2 separate regions of the Gossypium hirsutum genome follow, and region 1 is linked to region 2. A link is a contact called in public Hi-C data. All regions are on one chromosome and are shown on one strand. Each heading gives the region's core, a stretch centred on a gene start, on an enhancer-like site or on the middle of the called end of the contact. The rest is flanking DNA. Distances are from core to core; before and after follow the strand shown.

Region 1 (3,363 bases), core at 305-2,804, 160 kb before region 2:
TAATTTGGTCATTTAACTATTAATTATTTCGATTTAATTATTCAATTTTTTGAAATAAAATATTTTAATCAATCTCCCGTTAGCAAGCTAATCAAAGTCCAACGTGAGCTTTTCTTTATTGCTTACACAAATATTACAGTAATAAACAATTAAAGTATATTTAATATTTTTAATTTAATAAATTATCTATTTAAAATTTGTTCACTCGCAATTTAAATTATTATTATGATTTAGTTTAAGTACATGTATGTTGTTAACCTCGTTCCTTCTCATTGTATGAGACTTGTTGTAACTTCCTCATTACATATATATTTTTTGAAACGAGTCCATAATAACATCCACGTTGGAAGGGTCGTTAATTAAATATGGTTTTAGGGGATGCCAAGCACCAATCAAGGATATCACTGGTTACAATAAACCTGGTAGGTTTTTAATTTAAATTTTTTATAATTTATAAAATTTTAAATTATTGATAATAAAATTATATTTTAATTTCTTTTAAAAATTATAAAAAAAACATACTATTAAAATAATAAAACTATTACAAAAATATAAAATTTAATTCCACAGAATAGAAAACAAAGAAACTTCGTATAAAACCAATTGTAACCATACAATTTATTTGATTCAAACTGCACTTTAAAGGAGCAAATTAATCATCAGAGGTGATAAATGATGCAATATCATGAAGAATACTACCGCTTCCTGGAGCCCCATCCTCTTTTCCCTCTTTATCCCCAAACTCCGCCAAACCCACCTTCCCTTTCCTCTCCCACAACTTTTCCCCGAAACTCCGATGAGCGAAATAACCTTGCGCCGCCACCAAGACGCTATCTTTCCCTTCTTCGCACACTTGAATGGGTAATCGCTCGTAGTGTCCGATACTGGTGCCTTCCAGTTCATCCACTCGTACTAGTCCCTGAGCGGACACAGGGTACAACTCGCCCTTCACTCGATGACCGCATCCAGGGTGGTTGATGAGGTAGGGGATGCCGTGTGGGCCTATAACAAGTGGGTGGGATTGATGGATCACATAGGGTCCTAAAAAATTAGCGTCTTTTTTGCGGATAAGGTCTTGCATTAGGAAATGGTTTTGATGGCCTTGTTTCAAAGTTCCATTGCAGAAGAGCAGCGTCCTACTGGCTTCAGCCATGGAGATCGGCGGGCGAAACAGAGAAAAAAAGGAAGATGGTTTAGATGAGAAAAGTGTGAATAAAAAACGCTATTTCCTTGTTCGGACGGCATTGCGATGGGCTAAAAGCCCTCTTGAATGAAACCAATCCAGGATTCAAAACCCATTTAGGGAAAGAAAAGCCTGCCCAACTTTTATGAATATGCCCAATCCAAGATTCATACCTCAAATCTTGAATGTGAGAGATGATTTAAGCAAAAAAAAAAAAACAATGGATAGTCAAATAGATGATGGTTTTGACCAAAGATGCTGGGTGCTCTTGAGTCCCTTGGCAAAGCGCGTTATCCAACATCTAGAAAAACCTCCGATCGGCAATTTAATTAATTAAATTAGAACCATCTACGCCACTCTCCACTTACTTTGGCTTCACCTGATACCCACTCCAATTCATTTATTGTTATTTAATAAGGAAAAAAGGAAATAGCATTCGTGTGCGTATGTCTGTCGCCATTCGAATTGGCACGAGTCCCTAAAATGCGCTACTGAATTAAAAAAGAAAAAAATGAAACTGAAAGCGATAGATATAGATGTCTGATGTGAAACATCCAATGAAACAAAGAAGCTACAGTGAAATTTATCTGTGTGGACAAATACCAAAAGGGGACCTCCAAGTTCTATGCCCCCACATGACATGCCTTACATCCCATGTTCCAGTCCTCAAAATTTGTGAACTAAATGATAGGCTTCCTTTCTCCTCCTCTTTGCTTCACTTCACCCACAATTTGCTTTGATTTCAACGCCTCATATATTAGATATTTTATGCACTCTAATATTATCCTAACTCCATCAAATTCCACATCCTCACATACCCAAAAGATAAAAAAAAAAAAAGGTAATCACATTGAAAGATTGGTGGAGGATGCAAACTATACAAAGAGACAATGGAGAGATGCAACTGTGGTGGTGCAGAAAGGCATGTTCCTATGTACATTCTTGCCTGTACATTGTACACTGCCCAAACAAATATCCCCTCCATTGCATCGGTTTATGTGTAATCTCGGTTTAATTTATACACCACGCACGCTTTATCGCTTTGCTTGCATTGTATCTGATCAACTTCTCCTAAATTCTATATAGGTTGCCATGATATGGTAGGGCAACAATACTACAAACCTACAACACTGCATCATTAAGTTTTCAGCTCTTTGTTTTGGTTTGTTGTTCAAGTTACCGAAGACTACCCCTCCAAGATTTTGAATATATAGTCGGAAAGCTAGCTTCATTCATGGTTAAAGATGTAGGTTCAAGTAATAAGTTGATGGAATAAGTATCTTTGGGAGAGCTTTGTACTTCTTTTTAGGAATCCCACTTGACTTTAGTTTTAGTCATATTCTAATGTGACTATTGAATATAGAGAGGACTTAGATAAAAAAACAACAACAACAAAATCTTTAGATTCAAGCTTTGTAGATGAAAAAATAATTTTAAAAGAATTTTGCCTTCCATTTAAAGATCCAACTTGATTTGACTTCTAATTTATTCAAGTTTTAATGTGACTCTTGGATAATTGGAGACCCCAGACAAAAAAGAAAAAAAAACAAGTTGTAGACCAAGATACCAAAATGTAAATTATTAAATTTATTGTTCATATAATGGTAAAAATATGAGTTGAAGGAGAAAGGCCAACAATGGAGGAAATACAATTCATCCAATAAGGGAAAAGAGTCCTAAGATGAAGATAGGGAGGAATAGTTGAAGCACCAAAAGAAGAGGATGAGTAGAGAGAGAGAGAGGCTCATTGTTAAGGAGTAGGAAAAGTATATATAAGGGTTAACTTCTTACGTCACATATAATTTCATAATAGATCAATTTGTCTTTCATTGATTTCTTGTTAAATTATCAATGTAACATGAGATGTCCGTGACAAGTGGTAAATGTCTCGTTAAAGTTGTTAGGTTATCAATCAAAAGAAATAATTGGCATGACAAGTGGTAAATGTCTCGTTAAAGTTGTTAGATTATCAATCAAAAGAAATGATTGGCAAACATAATCAACAGAACATGTTGAACGGGTTAAGAGGACAAAGGAAATAGAGGCAGCGGAAAATATATAGATGGTAAAATGGTCAAAGAAATCAGGGAATTAATGTTATTTTAAAACTCATGTAGTGAGTAGTGACGGTCACAAACGGGGAGGATTGCGGTAAAATTTTCCTGCATACTTAAAAGTTA
Region 2 (3,459 bases), core at 301-2,800:
TCGTAACTTTTTCTATAATTGATAATTTAATAATTTAATTGTTGTATTTTATGTTCCATTTATGTAGATAATGCATGTCAAGTTCGAAGTAAAGAAAAAATAATTCATACAAACTATTTAAGATTAAAATATATCAGATTAATTCAAAATTTTTTATGAATGAAAAAAATAATTGTATTGATAAATTCAAGGTTAAAATTATTAGAATATAAATAGTAGAAAAAAATGTAAAAGAATGTACAATTATATAAATTTCAGAGTTTCTCCTCATTTATTAGTATTATTATATTTTATGGTCCTCTATCCTAGAAATAAATAAGAAAACTTTTATCACATTATAATTACAAGTTTCATGCAGCTGCATGTTTATAGATATTAGACACGTGTAATAAATCTAGGATTTAGTTAATTGTTAGAGATGCCACCTAGAAATAGAATACGAAGAATCATGTAGCAATCCTGCGGTGAAGCAAGCAGCAAAGTTCTCATCTCATTTCATGGGAATCACATGGGCCGGCAACCCGCCCCAGGCGGAGCCCATAGAAAACCACGCACGTGACCCCACATGCTCCCAAGTAAAACCTGGAACACAACCCCCCGTCGTTTTGTTTGAAAGGAAAATAAAGGGATCCTTAAACCTCGATTTAATTGAACAGATTGAAAAGATTTAAATTCTTACTCAAATGAATCCTCCTAGGTTCAATTCCAATTAATTTTTCCAATCATAAGCTTGTGAGTTATTTGTGTCATATGGTATTCAAGTCCTTTGGTGACCCAATTGTTGTGAAATTTTGATTGTTTCATTGCATCTTGTCAAAGCTGTTTCTCTTTTGTCACAGTAGCAATGAACACTCCTTTCTCCCACTTTCTTTGTTGATTGTAACTAAATTAGTATTGTTCGAAATAAAATTCAGAGGAAGGGGCCCTCAACAGCTGTTCACTTCAATTTTTAATTCCCTTTTCTCCCCGAAACTCAACTTCGGATCAGATGGGACTTTTTATCTCATAGCCTTTTCTGCAGAACACAGCATGGGTACACAGAAACAACCAAATCCATTTGCTGCCTTTGCCCATAACTTGCAATCCTTCCAATCCTTGGAACTTTTAGGGAACATCCCCTTTTCCTTTATTTATATGTATATCAATTTTATTTTAATGCAATAACTAAATATTTGTGGTTCCCCTTCTTTTCCTTTTTAAATATATATATATCAATTTTATTTTACTACAAGAGCTAAATTTTTGTGGTTCGGAGGATGTTAGAGAATTCATTTATGGATATATATCAATTGAGTCTTAATTCAATTGATATGGACATTGTTGACGATGTAAGAAGACATGAGTTTGAGTGTACTGAAGCGCATCATCCTCTTATTTATGAGTTGAGAAAGAACTACGTATAGCTATAAATATTGTGTAGAAAAAAATTAGATGGGATTAGGACCTATAATGAAATTCTTAAAACCAAAAAAAACAAACAGCCATCCATCTAATTCTTTTAGGTTTTAATATTTTAAATATCCTTTCATATTTTAATTCCACTTCGAGTTAAGAACTCCTCATCAATTTATCAAATAATGATAATAATTATCTTTAAAAGTAATTAATCTTTTTTAAAACATTATTTTTTATAGTAAATATCCTTTTTAACTATTTCACTCATTTCTTAAATTTATTTATTTATCTATTAAAAATCTTATCACACTCATATACGTATGAAAATCATAAATTTAGAATACAAATGCGTGTTTAAAAATAACATACAATAAATAATGAAACATGTGTCTTGAAATTAATTAATAATAACACGTGAAATATGCATAATATTATAATTAAAAAAATAAGATTTAATTGTTTATCATTGTGTTGTCACCAATCTTGAGTTAGTGTCGAGTTAAGTTATAACACAAATTCAATCAAATACATTATTAATATATACAGCTGATGTAGATAAGATGTTGTGCGTATTAAAATAAAATTGTATAAAAAAAATGAAAATAAAACTTTGGTTGAGTGGTAATCTAAGATTTTACTAGTTTAATTTGTGGGGTTTCAAGACTCAGCATAAGCATATTTTTATTGATTTATGTTAAAATGAAAATATTAAAATATTCTTAAATAATAAAACTTATTTTAATTACGGAAATGTATTTTTATAAATTTCTATTTTAGTATTTTTATTTTTTTTAAAACTAATAAAAATTTACATATAGTTGGGTCCGAACACATGCTATTTACATCAATAAAACATTAATTTTATCATTAAACTAAAATTTTATTTTAATATAATATTATTTATATTTTAATTGTATAGTGCACATTTTATTACATCCATCAATAGTATATATTAAAATGTTATTAATTTAGTTGGCAACACTAATTTGATATTGATGACAATACTATGATAAATAATTATTGTATATTTAATATTATTAATATGATGTATTTACTTGATTAAATTTTATTTTGTTTATAATTTAATCTATTTTTTATTTAAAATTTTATGAGTTATTATTAATTAATTTTTAAATATCACTTTATTCGGAAATCCGTACAATTGCATGCGGGTCCCAACCCGAAGTTACTTGCTCTAACAGGTGGCAGCACGACCTTTCTTAATCATCCTTTTAACGTGACCCCATAAAAAGATATAAAAAAGTGTTCCAGTCTTCACCAAAGCCGACGCCACGCTCATGCCTAAGCTCACGCTCCTATTTACACTTGTCCCCATCTCATTCTCTTCAAGTCAACTACCGTCACCACATCTAACGGCTCCTACTTATCTATATTAATGCAAAGCTTCCCCCTCCAAAGGCCTAATCTCTAACTGACACTACAAAGTTTGACAAAACAAAGTCGAGAATCAAAAGCTCTTCCAGTTATGAAAGCTGCTATCTTGAGAGCGGGTTCACTTCCGGTCACCTCATCAGCTCTGCCCGGTTCTCCCAAGCTTTCTCTTTCTCGTCAAAGCTCTTTCGGTGCAGTTTTCCCCGGTGAGAGATCTGGCTTCTCTCTTAGCTCTCCGATAGTATCGTTGCATTTCCCTATGGATAAACGGAAGCCAAAGGAATCTCGCGCGCAAATAAGGCGAGCTTTGTCTGAGACTGATATTATCAAGTCGGAGACTCGGGTTCCTGGTGGATCTCGGTGTTTTACGGCGGGGATACCGGAGGAGGAGTATGTGTCGGATTATGAAATAGACGGCGGATTCCGAACGGAATTCGGGATCTCGATGGAAGAAATTGGATTTTCCGGTGATGGATTTGGAACTGGCGGGAAAATCGGCGGTGATAACGGAGATGATCCGTACGGTGATAAGAGGAAGATGGGCGATTATTATCGTGAAATGTTGAAACTAAACCCCGGTGATCCACTTCTTTTGAGAAACTACGGCAGGTTCTTACACGAGGTAAAAAAGTTTGACATCAATAATACATAGAAAAGTTTTTATCTTTTGAA

The links. A called contact is a pair of places that touch in the nucleus more often than the background predicts.
Region 1: a contact with region 2 is called in a Hi-C map of leaf, with 2.2 times the contacts expected there. The contact joins the promoter of LOC121219876 here to the promoter of LOC107944256 in region 2. A contact is called at or near these places in 3 of 34 Hi-C or Micro-C datasets (all in leaf).

The regions. Positions count from the first base shown.
Region 1 is chrD08:56,345,682-56,349,044 of Gossypium_hirsutum_v2.1, reverse strand. LOC121219876 (putative gamma-glutamylcyclotransferase At3g02910) reads right to left here and starts at 1,554. Exons shown (of 1, transcript XM_041098489.1): 1 at 573-1,554. The coding sequence starts at 1,153. The coding sequence ends at 653.
Region 2 is chrD08:56,188,496-56,191,954 of Gossypium_hirsutum_v2.1, reverse strand. It overlaps LOC107944256, which reads left to right and starts at 1,550. Exons shown (of 3, transcript XM_016878077.2): 1 at 1,550-3,409. The coding sequence starts at 2,882. It overlaps LOC107944255, which reads left to right. Exons shown (of 5, transcript XM_041098486.1): 5 at 915-1,181.